Regions from separate parts of the Mus musculus genome. Here regions 1, 2 and 3 are each linked to region 4. A link is a contact called in public Hi-C and Micro-C data. All regions are on one chromosome and are shown on one strand. Each heading gives the region's core, a stretch centred on a gene start, on an enhancer-like site or on the middle of the called end of the contact. The rest is flanking DNA. Distances are from core to core; before and after follow the strand shown. Region 1 overlaps Mctp1 (multiple C2 domains, transmembrane 1). Region 2 holds the start of Gpr150 (G protein-coupled receptor 150). Region 3 holds the start of Rhobtb3 (Rho-related BTB domain containing 3). Region 4 holds the start of Mctp1 (multiple C2 domains, transmembrane 1).

Region 1 (2,700 bases), core at 188-2,687, 310 kb after region 4:
TAGCATGAAGGAAACCAGCATTTCTGGCTTTTTTTCTGTTTGTTTGTTTAATTGTGGTATTTATGGTTTTCTTGTGGGAGCCACAGGTTATGAGGGCTGTGGCTTTCTCTTCTCACCTTAGGATAGATTCACCCAATAGTATAAAGTTTTCCCAAAATTCGGAATCCCTTTCACAAAAATGTCACTTCCCCTGTTGTGTCCAAAGCTTCTATTTAACCAAATATTATGAATATATGTATATCATCTTTGCGCAAAACAATAGATAGCATTGTGTTAATGTTGAATTAGTAGATTCACAGACTAGTGCTTAATCTTAGTTCAGATTTCAAGTTCAAAGTAGCAGAACTCACTGATCTGGCAGTTTACTTCTTGAAATGTGTATAGAGGATGCCACATGTGTGCACTGACCAAAATCTAGCAGTATTGATACCTGTTAACACAAGTGACATCCCATTTTCTCTGCCTACCAGCTCTGGCCTACTGTCCATGGTTGTATCTAAAGGCCATTATTCTGAGAAAGTTCCTGAGGCTCCTTTGGCAGTAGATGATAAAGATAAGTACTTAAGAAACAAACAACAGCAAGAAAGCCCAACAAGACTACTTTGCTTTTAATGAAACTTAGCACTTCCTCTTCAAGCAAGATGACTTTAACTGAGGTCACCAACCCCCACGTAAAAAGCCAGAAGTGGCTATATGCATTTGTAACCTCGGTTCATGGGGATGAAGATAGGCAGAACTCCAGAGATCACTGGCAAACCAAACTAGTCAAAACATCAAGTTTCAGGTCCCATGGAGAAAAAAAAAACATATCTCACATATATATATATACACATATATATATATGTATATGTATATATATACATACATACATACACACACATATATATATTTATATTTATGTGAATGGACAGAATAAATACCTATGCACATACATATGTACATACATGTATACATACATATAGTAGAGAGAAATTAAAGAATATACTGCCTGATGTCAACCTTTGGCCTCTGCAGATACATATATGGGTATGTGCACCACATATGCACACACATACACACACACACACACACACACACACACACAAGTAAGTATGCATCCAGTAGTTTAGCAAAAAGCTAAAATAATAAAATAAATAAAATAAAATTAAGAAAAATAAAAAAGGAAAGAAAGTTAAGCTCTTTAATGGTATAAAAAAGGCCCATGCCTTGTAATAAATGAGATCTGGCAAGTACATAATGAGGAATCTTCTTCCTTTCTAGCTCAGGGGACCATATATGACCTGCAATGAAGTTAATGGAATCATTAGGCCTTAGAAACATTCCTGGAATTTCTCTGCTTCATGTAAACAAACAATAGTTTGAACTTGCTCCTAGTGGGCATTGGGACAGCTCTGCATTAGATATGAAACCACTTGCCATGAGCTAAGTGAATTGTGTAATGCTTGGTACAGAATAATTTCCTTCCTGGTGACTAAACACTCCCATGCTCACAATGTTCAATATAGCCTTGAACCAAGACTCAAAACAATCAAAGATCTCTTTACATATCACACTGTAGAGTCCTGATAAAGAATCTACTTGTAGGGTTAGATATTTTTTTATCAACCTATTTTTAATAAGGGTTTTAAATGCTTTAACACCCCATTCTACCCACTGTCTAAAGATGGGGGAGAAAAGATGGTAAAAAGGACAAGGGGACATGGACCTGTTTAGAAGTACTTCTTTGGGGGTGATTCAAATCTTCATTGTCGGGATACCAAACAAGAATAGCAGTGGTGGCAAGATCCAGCAGAAACAGCCAAATCAGCACAAGTCAGTGGGAGCAACCAGAACCAGCCTGTGCACCAGAAGTACTCTGCTGTCCCTCTTTCAACCAAGTAAAGATTAACAAAGATGTGAGACCATTGAAGCATTGCAAGACTTGCTATGCAAGTACCACTTCACTGTCTGCTAGGTGCTATTTATATTCTCTCCAAACATCATGTGTCTTCCTCGTATGAGTCTGTATCACATGACACAACCAAAAACTTCTACCTCACCTACTGAAAAAGAACAAGAATCATATTGAAAGTAAGCCCAAATACAAAGACCATATGTTTCACCAGACAAGAAATTACCATTGTCCAAATGAGGGTTAAAGGAAGGTCCATAGGCAAGACAGTGGGATGGGTGGGCATGGCAGCACTTGGGAGACAGGAACAGGAGGATCACCGCAAGTTTGAGACCAAATTTGTTTACATAGTGAGCTCTAGGCTATCAAGGGCAATTACAAAGGCCTGTCTCTAAAGAACAACAAAACCCCAAAGCCTTAAAACTAGAGGAGAATACTGTACATGTTAAGTACAGAAAGCCTTACAGGATAAAAAGCTATCAGGAAACTAGTATTTGAAATGAAATCGACTGTATAATAGAGAAACTTACTATATCTACTCAAGTTATTCATTCTATAAATATAAAATAATTTAGGAGAGGTATTTATTTATTTATTGGATATTTTCTTTATTTATATTTCACCTTTCCTAGTTCCCCCCTTCCCCAGTTCACCCCTATCCCATCTCCCCTCCCCCTGCTTCTATAAGAGTGTTCCCCCACCCACCCACCCACCTTCCTACCTTCCGATTTTCCTACACTGTGGCATCGAGCCTTCACAGGACCAAGGGCCTCTCCTCCCAGTGATGTCCAACAAGGCCTTCCTCTGCT
Region 2 (2,700 bases), core at 151-2,650, 330 kb before region 4:
CGCAGGCAGCCCTGGTTCCGCTCCTCCCGCCGGGCATGGTGATAATGAGGGTGGGGCCAGCGATGGCGGTGGAGTGCCTGGTGGTCCCCAGCCCATTCGCTGATATCGGCTTCTTCCTCCCGCACGCAGCACAGAACTCCTAGGCGCCTCCGCAGCCTCCGCCAGAGACGGCAGTCGCCCGCCTGGAAGAAAAGGTAGATCAAAGGGTTGATGGCGCTGTTGGCCACCTCTAGGACGCGCATCGCCGCCACCAGGCTCTCTCTCTCCCAGTCACCCGCGGGCTTCGATGACCAGGCGGCTGCCAAGCGAGCGGCGAAGTAGGGCAGGTCGCAGCCCACGAAGAGCAGTGCCAGCGCCAGGCTCATTTTCAAGCTTTGCACCTTGGCTTGGGGCAACGCGCTGGGCAAGGAGGCTCTGGCCATACTGGGCGACCAGGGCATCCTAGCCACCGGAGCCTGAGACCCACGCTGCCACCAGACACACAGCAGGTGGCCGCAAGAGAAGCCTAAGAGAGCGACCGGCGCCGCGAAGCCCACGATAGCTTCATAGAGCGCGTAGACCTGCAGGTGCCAGCGCGGCAGGGGCGCGAAGATGCCCCTGCAGCAATGCTTCCCTGGCCAGGCATTGGCGGTTGAAGATGGAGGAGCATCCCAGCGCACCACGAAGGTCGGAGGCAGCGCCAGTAGCAGAGCCAGCAGCCAGCTCAGGGCAGCCAGGGCACGTGCTGGCAACTGAGGGCCCTGAGGAATGCGCACCGCGAGCTGGCGCTCCAAGGCAATGAGCGCCACCAGGTGGGCGGAGGCGCCCCGCCCCGATGCCTGCAGCAGATGGGAAAGGCGACAAGCCAAGTCGCCCAGAGCCGGTCTCGGGTCGCCCAGCAGCTCCCAAGCCAGCTGCGACAATGCTGTTCCTCCACTTGCGTACAGGTCAGCCGCTGCTAGCTGCACAAGCAGGAAGTCCATCTTGCGACGCTTGGGACCCGGCCAGGGTCCGCTGCTACCGCCGCACAGGCGGCAGAGCACAGTGGTGTTGCCAGCTACCGCGGCCACCAGGATGATCCCCAAGAAGACCAGATGGATCCGGTGGCTGGGTGGCCCGCGTGGAGGCGAATGCGGTCCTGGGACAGAGGCTCCTTGCTCAGAAGTCAGGTTGAGACTCCAGCTTGGCTGAGTGGGTACAGAAAGGTTGGATGCGGGATTCAGAATTGCGAGGCTGAAAGGATCTTCCATCCTTAATCCGGAGGAAAGAGAGATACCGCTTAAAAGGCCAAAGTCTATGAGAGGTGGCGCGGGCCACACCGCTGGGTCTCGGCGATTTCCCAAAGTTAGTTGAAAAAGCACACACACCCAGGGTGAGATGGATACGCGTGGATTTGCGCTTAGTTGTTTGTATAGGTTGTTCTTGGTATTTGTCACTCAAATGTGGGTTGTATATTCGAGGAACACACATGATCCCTATTCTCCACCTTCTCCGCTTTTCGCTTCCTCCCCCTCCCCACTGCCCCCCCCCCCATCCCAGCAGAGCATCTTTCTAATCCACACAGCCGCCTCCCTCAGTGGCATCCGTGGACCTCTAGGCTCTGGAAATCTTGCCCTGTGACATATAGCCAGAAAGAAAGTTGTGCATGTGACCACTGCAAAGGCTAACTAATGTTAACTCAGAATCAATTATGAGATAGATAGTTCCTCGGCTGAGATAGTATCCCCACCCCCAACAATTAATTGTGTGATTGCTAACAGGAAAAATTACAAATGCTACTTTTGATAAAAAAAAAAAGAAAAGAATTTTTTTTTTTGTAATGCCATACGTCTGCGCTAGCTTGAGAAATACAAGGACACAAGAAACCAAGCAGGGTTCCTCTATTTCTCCACTTCCGACCCTGCTGGGCCAGCAGTCTACCACAGAACTACAACCAGTCCTAAATAGTAGTAATAGCTTTTTGAGCAGAGTCATTAGGTGAGCCTTTGATAGGGGTATACCTTCCTCTGCCTGCAGTGCTAGGACTTTAATCCGGAGAGAACTATGGGCCCTCCCTTTGCCTGGCAATTAGGAACAGAGAGGTCTGCAGATGCTTTCCAGTACTCTCTTTACTAGCATCAGGGGATGGCAGCCGCTCTCTCCTCTCAGTGATGCAAAACTCATTTTGTCAGTCTGAAGACAGTACTACCAGATTTTTATACAAATGGTGGTTCATGGATTGAGTCCTTCCTAGTATTTTCTTCTAGTGATGGATGTGTCACGCGGGCTTCTCTGTCTCCTGATTCTGTTTTCCAGCAGATGGGAGGTTGCTGGGAGGGACTACGCCTCCAATAAGCCCAGAGAAAAGGTGACTAAGAAAACCATACAGCAGCCAATTTTTAAAAAAGAAATCCAGTTCACAGGAAATGGTTTAGATTTAATGCTGCCACTTTTAGCCTCATTTCACAAACAATTCACTTTTCCCGTTGGAAGCATCAGTTTGTGCATCCATCAAATTAATCATGGTGAAAGTAAAATTTCTTGTACTTCCTGGTCTTGGGCCAGGGAGGAATGGGTGTCTGTTGCTTCCCAAGCTGTGGGAATGTTTGCAACCTACAGATGCATGAATTAGGGGGACTTGGTAGGATTCGTACCACCCTGCTGGTTGCTGTAGAAATCTCATTTTCCTAAGGTCTATCATTTTGGCTGGAGACATGTGTCGTTTTTCATTATCTATCCAGA
Region 3 (2,700 bases), core at 104-2,603, 440 kb before region 4:
ATACATAGTGCTACTGTGTTATGAAGATATTTGTAAGTCAGGGAGCTGTCTTCTTTGTCCTTTTATCAAACACTTCAGAGTCAAGCTACTCAAGAGACAAGCTAAGACTTATTTTATTCAACTATCATAAACATGAAGATTTATTTAAGTTCTTAGTGGTATTTCCAATTTATTAACCACTAAAACAAAAGGCTAATATATGAGCATTAGCACTATTAAAAACTAGTCTTTTCAGAGGTTAATAATCAACAAATAAGCCATTTAAAATTAGTTCTCAAATCCCATTCTTTTTTCCCTTGTTCCCATACTATTTTTGACCTGTCCCTGTCTAGAGTATTTTTGCCTACGTTGAGCTGTAAAGGGCAGTATTTATAGAACACATCTCCCTATCCTCCACGAGGTGGACATGAAAACATGACTCTTGGCCAGTGGAACTTCGCGACCCTGTTTGGGGTTGGCACATTCAACTGTCAGCTGTCCATCCACTAAAGAACAAGTCTTGAAACACAGTAACGGCTCTATATTGCCCTGGGGCCATTTTACCTTACAGACGTGACTGGGCTGCCCCCACCACCTCCAAATTGTAACAAAGGATGGGATTTGCCAAAAAATGTAAAAACACAAAAACAAACTAAAAAAACTCTCCAGGCAATCAGGAAATTAAGAAACAAGGGGAGGAGGGATCCAAAAAGGCAAGCTCCTTCCTCCTGGGCACCGCGCAGCCACTGCCCCTTACCCAGACGGGACAGTCGTGCACCACCAGCTTGACGTTCCCGAACGCACTGGCCTGGTACTCAGTGAACACCGGGCGCGCGACCGTGCTGGCCGCGTTCAGCAACAAGCTACTCTCGTCCCCCGACACCAGCGGGCTTCTTCCCAGGTATGTGCGGATGAGCCCCGACGGCCGGTTGTCCTGGTGGAACGTGTCGCCCTCGTTCCCCAACGCCACGATGTGGATGGACCTGCGGGGCCGAGAGGGGCGCGGTGAGCGGGTGGGTACAGCCAGGGCGCGTGGCACGTCCCGGACCCAGACCGTGGCAGAACGGCGACGCGTACGTACATGATCGCGGCTGGCAGGGCGGCGCGGAGATGGCAGCGGGCGGCCTGGCGGGGGCCCGGGCGACGCTCTCACTGCAGTCAGCTCATCCCCGGCCGCGGCCCTCCCGCTCCTACGACGCGGCGCTACCGACGCAGAGGAGCGGGCCGGGAGTGAGCGGCCGGCCGGGCGCTGGCAGCGCTGCGGTCCCTGGTCGCCGCTCCTGGCCGCCGCGCCTCCGCCCGGGCTCCGCCTCCGCTCGGCGGGGCCGGAGGCCCGCACGTGTCGCCCCGAGAGTCCGGCGCGCGGGGGAGCTGGCTGCTGGCCGAGGCCGCGGGACACAAAGGAGCGGTGGGCGCGGGGACGACGCCGGAGCCCGGGAGCAGCTCGCCGCCAATCCGCCTGCAGCAAGTTTCCTCAACTCGGAAGGCTGAAACCTGAGCCGGGAGCGGGGGAGGGGCGGCCTGGCCCCCGCCGGGGACCAGAAGAGAGCCCAGCCAGGAGGCAGCCCCCTGCCCACCCCGCGGTCCCGTACCCACCCCAGCCTTCGCAGAAAGTGTGTTATCGTTTTGTCAATTTACAACATGCGCTTTGGCTGTTTTGTAAAATCGTACTTGTGAAGAAGGAAAAAAAAAAAAGGCAACATTCATGCAGCTGCAGAAAAGGTTCTTTGTTCACGCACCAATTAATTTGCGGGTGCCACTTTGGAAAGGTCATTTACTATTGCAAGCTATATTTGGCATATTTTAACCAAGATTGTGGAATTTGAAGTGTTGGGATTTTTAATGTGTGTGGTTTAAAAAAAAAAGAAAAAAAAAAAAAAGAAAGTTGTAGCAGTTTACTTGGATTTTTTTCAGTACACATTCCAGTTACATTATTTAATAATAGCTCACTGAAAAAGAAGGATCATGTTAATGTAAGGATATTTTAGATTCTTTCGTGATGACACACAGAAGTAAAGCTTGTGGAGGCCCCAAAAGGGCCTCAGACTACCTCCAGTATAAAACACCATGAGGACTGCTAATACTAGGACAGGCCAAAGGCTACTCTGGGGCTCCCTCATAAATATTAAAATTCTCACAAGCATCTCACACACAGTTAAGAGTTCTTGTTTATCTTTTTGATTATTTGCTCTGCTTTGAAATTGGGCTTGTTTTCTCTGTTAAGTGGACCTGTTTTGAGAACTAGATGTTTAAAAGGTCCTGGGAAGACTGAGGAAAACAAGAAGCTGGGAGATGGCCACAACTGTTTATTAGGAATCAGTATTGCTCAGCTGAGACAGAATTAGCTTCCTGTCCATAGACAGGGCAGGGCAGGGGGCGTTCTCTATGTAGTTTACTTAGTCCTCTCTGTTCTTTGAGATAGGTCTTCCCTCCTCAGCCTCCCAAATAGCTGTAATTAGAGTCACTAGTAAAGACAAAACCAAACAAAAACAAAACCAGCCCAGGCTATATCGTGAGCTCCAGAAGAGCCAGTTACATAGTGAGACCCAGTCCTAAATAAATAAATAAATAAATAAATAAATAAATAAATAAATTTTTTCCTTTGTGTCCAAGTACAATGTTTTGTAGTTTCTGGAAATAACCATCCTGAAAGATGCAAATGTGCAGAGTCACAGTTCCTCTTGGATCAAAAGAAAGTATACGGTCTCATCAGTCTAATGG
Region 4 (2,746 bases), core at 1-2,500:
TTTATAGTATCATCTCAAACTTTGGATTCTCAGGGAGACTTTTTGTTTTTAACACTAAATACAGGCTTATTAGATTCAGCAAAAGTATAAGATACCTAGTAAAATAAGACTTTGGATAAACATCAACTAGAATTTTTTGGTCTTTGTTCATATACTAGAAATTATTGTGTTTTGTCTGAAACTCAAATTTAATGAGCTGTTCCATATTATAGCAACCCAAATATAATACTCTTTTATTATCCCTGGATTGTTCCCTGTTAAAAATTCTATTTATTGTCTACTCTCCTGGACCCAACTCAAGCATTCCCCTACATGTTCACAACTGTTTCTCCAGTGCTGATCTCAGTGCCTGGCACATAGTAGATGCTCACTACATGTTAGCCGGATAAGAAAAATAAATTCAGATTGACCACAGCTTCAGGGCAAGTCGCTGGCCAGAAAGGAAAGAGAATGCCTACTTTAAGTAATCAAACAATACTGTGCTGAAACGTCTAGGGAAGGTACAGTGGAGGGAAGGGCATGGTGTTGCCTGCCTTTTAGAAGAGACCTAGTGGAGTCAGAAGATCCTAGATGCATACATTTGGGGAGAAGCAAAATCTAGACGACTTTAAAAAAAAATCAGTTTTCCGACAAACTGAAAGAAATAACTGAAGAAAAATCTGCTTGAGTGGAAAGAACAAGACCGAGCTCTGAATAGGGTCAAAAGCAGTAAGGATCTTCCCATCTCTGTCCAAGCGGAGCGCCCCTGAGACTTACTTTAAGGGTTAGCTTTATTATCAAGTTCTGAGAACTATTCCTGATTATAAGGAAAGTCACCGCGCAAGCAAACAAAGAGCATGGAGAGTGGATGGTGATGAAGTCAAAACAGAAGAAATCAAACTCCCCTCTTGAGCCCAGGATGCCCAAACAGTTGAAGGCAGACTTATTTGGCCTCAGCATTTGGAGAGCTTTATGACCAGCGGCGATGTATGCTGGGTTCCCTGAGGGACCCACCAGGGGTGCAGAGGTGCACTCCACCCCGATGTCCGCTCAAGCAGGGTTCGTCCGTTCGTCCGTCTGTCCTAAAGCAAGCCGTGTGTGGGACTGTAGACTCAGGTCAAGCAGGCTCCCAGCCCTACGCAGCTCCACCCGGCTCTTGCCTGCCCTCCCACCTAGGAGCTGGAGGATGGTCCTGGGTGCTTTAGCCAAGGCTGCTAGTCCCCGACGTCTACAGCAGGACGCGCCCTGTTGTGTGAGCAGCGTGCGCGCCCAGTTTGGAGACGGCCGCCTCTGCTGCTGACAGGTGCTGGCCTGAGGGCGCGGGTGTGGTTCCCAGTGCAGCTGGAAGCCCGAGCCGGCCGCTTGCAGCTTTCCGAGCTCCCGCGGGCGCCGAGGGGAGTCAGGGTGCGGCCTGGGGGCGCTCAGTGGTCTGGAGCAGCGGAGTTCCCTGCTAGAAACTTTGCAGGACGGCCGCGCCCCGCGGCGGGAGGGCCTCGGCCGCAGCCGTTTTGCTCCGAGCTGGCCTGAAGCCGCTGGACGCTCCGGGCTTGTGCTGCTGCGCTGGCCGCCGCCGCCGCCGCCGCCGCCTCCACGCTCCCGGAGGAGGCGCAGCCCGAGAGGGAGGAGGAAAGGCAATAGGAGGGGAGACAAGGTGCCTGGGTTGGAGGATGGAGCCCCGGGCTGCCACGACTGGCGAGCTCGTGCGGGCCGCGTCCCCCTCCTTCCAGGCCCGGCTCTGGAAGAACCTGCAGCTGGGGGTGGGCAAGGGCAAGGGCGGCGGAGGCGGGCGCGCTGGGGGCCCCGAGCACCGCACTGCGGCCACTCCGACCCCGTCCCCGCCGCCCCCGGGGACCACGCAGGACGCCCTGGCCGGTGTGGGAAGTACTGGCAGCAGGTGGAGCGGCTTCAAGAAGCGGAAGCAAGTGCTGGACCGAGTGTTCTCCTCCTCACAGCCCAACCTGTGCTGCTCCTCACCAGAGCCCCTGGAGCCAGGCGGAGCAGGCAGAGCCGAGCAAGGGTCCACGCTGCGCCGCCGCCTACGCGAACATCTGCTGCCCGTGGCTAAGGGGTCCTCGACAGCCACAGGGACAGGCGGAGTGACGCCTCCTGGCGGACGCTCTCCGGACTCAGCTCCTTCTTCGTCTTCCGCCTCATCTTCCCTGTCCTCTTCTCCCCAACCGCCCCCGAGGGGGGACCGCGTCCGTGATGAGAGTACACGGCGTGGGGGCCCTGGGGTGCACCTGTGCCACCAAAAGAGCTCCTCTCTGCCCGGAACCGCGTGCCTGGAGCAGTTGCTGGAACCGGCGCCACCCCCCGCAGAACCGGCCCGGGGTCCCGCCGAACCCCAGGCTCTGCAGAAGGACATAGAGCGCGACTGCAGCCAGGTGAGTGCCAGGTGGCCAGCGCCGGGCAGTGTGCAGGCCACGCCTCCAGCTTCAGGCTGCCTTGGCAGCGAGTGTGTGTGTGTGTGTGTGTGTGTGTGTGTGTGTGTCCCCATGTGTGCGGGCACGGACTACTAACTAGCTGAAACGGAGCAAAGACATTTTGCTCGGGTTTAGTAGTAACAGTTTAGACTTGAACCCTGACTTGACTTTGACACGAATGAATGACACCTGTCGCCAAAAGCACTTTGGGTAGTTTAACACAGAGCTAAAGAAAAGTTTCAAGGTAACTTGGCTGCTTTTTGGAGGTGTCCTGCAAGATGCCCTAAGAAGATTTTCTTGGGGAGAAAAAAAGCTAACATCCCCCCAAATTTACCAAAGGAAAT

The links. Hi-C and Micro-C count contacts between places; a contact is called where the count stands out from the background.
Region 1: a contact with region 4 is called in a Hi-C map of bone marrow-derived macrophages, with 16 read pairs. The contact joins the enhancer-like site here to the promoter of Mctp1 in region 4. A contact is called at or near these places in 17 of 39 promoter capture datasets (the C10 cell line, the HPC-7 cell line, HPC-7-derived erythroid cells and 11 more), 6 of 484 Hi-C or Micro-C datasets (the HL-1 cell line, bone marrow-derived macrophages, cerebellum and 2 more), 4 of 115 datasets of contacts at active chromatin or transcription factors (bone marrow-derived macrophages, forebrain, microglia and 1 more) and 4 of 9 other capture datasets (adipose tissue, liver, macrophages and 1 more).
Region 2: a Micro-C map of embryonic stem cells shows a contact between it and region 4, with 2.5 times the contacts expected there. The contact joins the promoter of Gpr150 here to the promoter of Mctp1 in region 4. A contact is called at or near these places in 2 of 39 promoter capture datasets (embryonic stem cells and pre-B cells), 4 of 484 Hi-C or Micro-C datasets (all in embryonic stem cells), 1 of 115 datasets of contacts at active chromatin or transcription factors (embryonic stem cells) and 1 of 9 other capture datasets (adipose tissue).
Region 3: a Micro-C map of embryonic stem cells shows a contact between it and region 4, with 10 times the contacts expected there. The contact joins the promoter of Rhobtb3 here to the promoter of Mctp1 in region 4. A contact is called at or near these places in 1 of 39 promoter capture datasets (hippocampal neurons) and 2 of 484 Hi-C or Micro-C datasets (both in embryonic stem cells).

What each region holds. Positions count from the first base shown.
Region 1 is chr13:76,688,899-76,691,598 of GRCm38.p6, forward strand. All of the region lies in intron 3 of Mctp1 (multiple C2 domains, transmembrane 1), which reads left to right. Among named protein-coding and RNA genes, the nearest start is that of Gm24519, 86 kb to the left of the region's middle. Within about 2 kb of position 1,438, at least 3 of the 459 cell types and tissues checked have an H3K27ac peak or open chromatin away from gene starts, as enhancers often do. A contact at or near this core is called in bone marrow-derived macrophages, where this site is marked.
Region 2 is chr13:76,055,596-76,058,295 of GRCm38.p6, forward strand. It overlaps Gpr150 (G protein-coupled receptor 150), which reads right to left and starts at 1,401. Exons shown (of 1, transcript NM_175495.2): 1 at 1-1,401. The coding sequence starts at 1,229.
Region 3 is chr13:75,942,471-75,945,170 of GRCm38.p6, forward strand. It overlaps Rhobtb3 (Rho-related BTB domain containing 3), which reads right to left and starts at 1,354. Exons shown (of 12, transcript NM_028493.2): 1 at 1,061-1,354; 2 at 737-962. The coding sequence starts at 1,062.
Region 4 is chr13:76,382,889-76,385,634 of GRCm38.p6, forward strand. Mctp1 (multiple C2 domains, transmembrane 1) reads left to right here and starts at 1,251. Exons shown (of 21, transcript NM_030174.3): 1 at 1,251-2,363. The coding sequence starts at 1,647.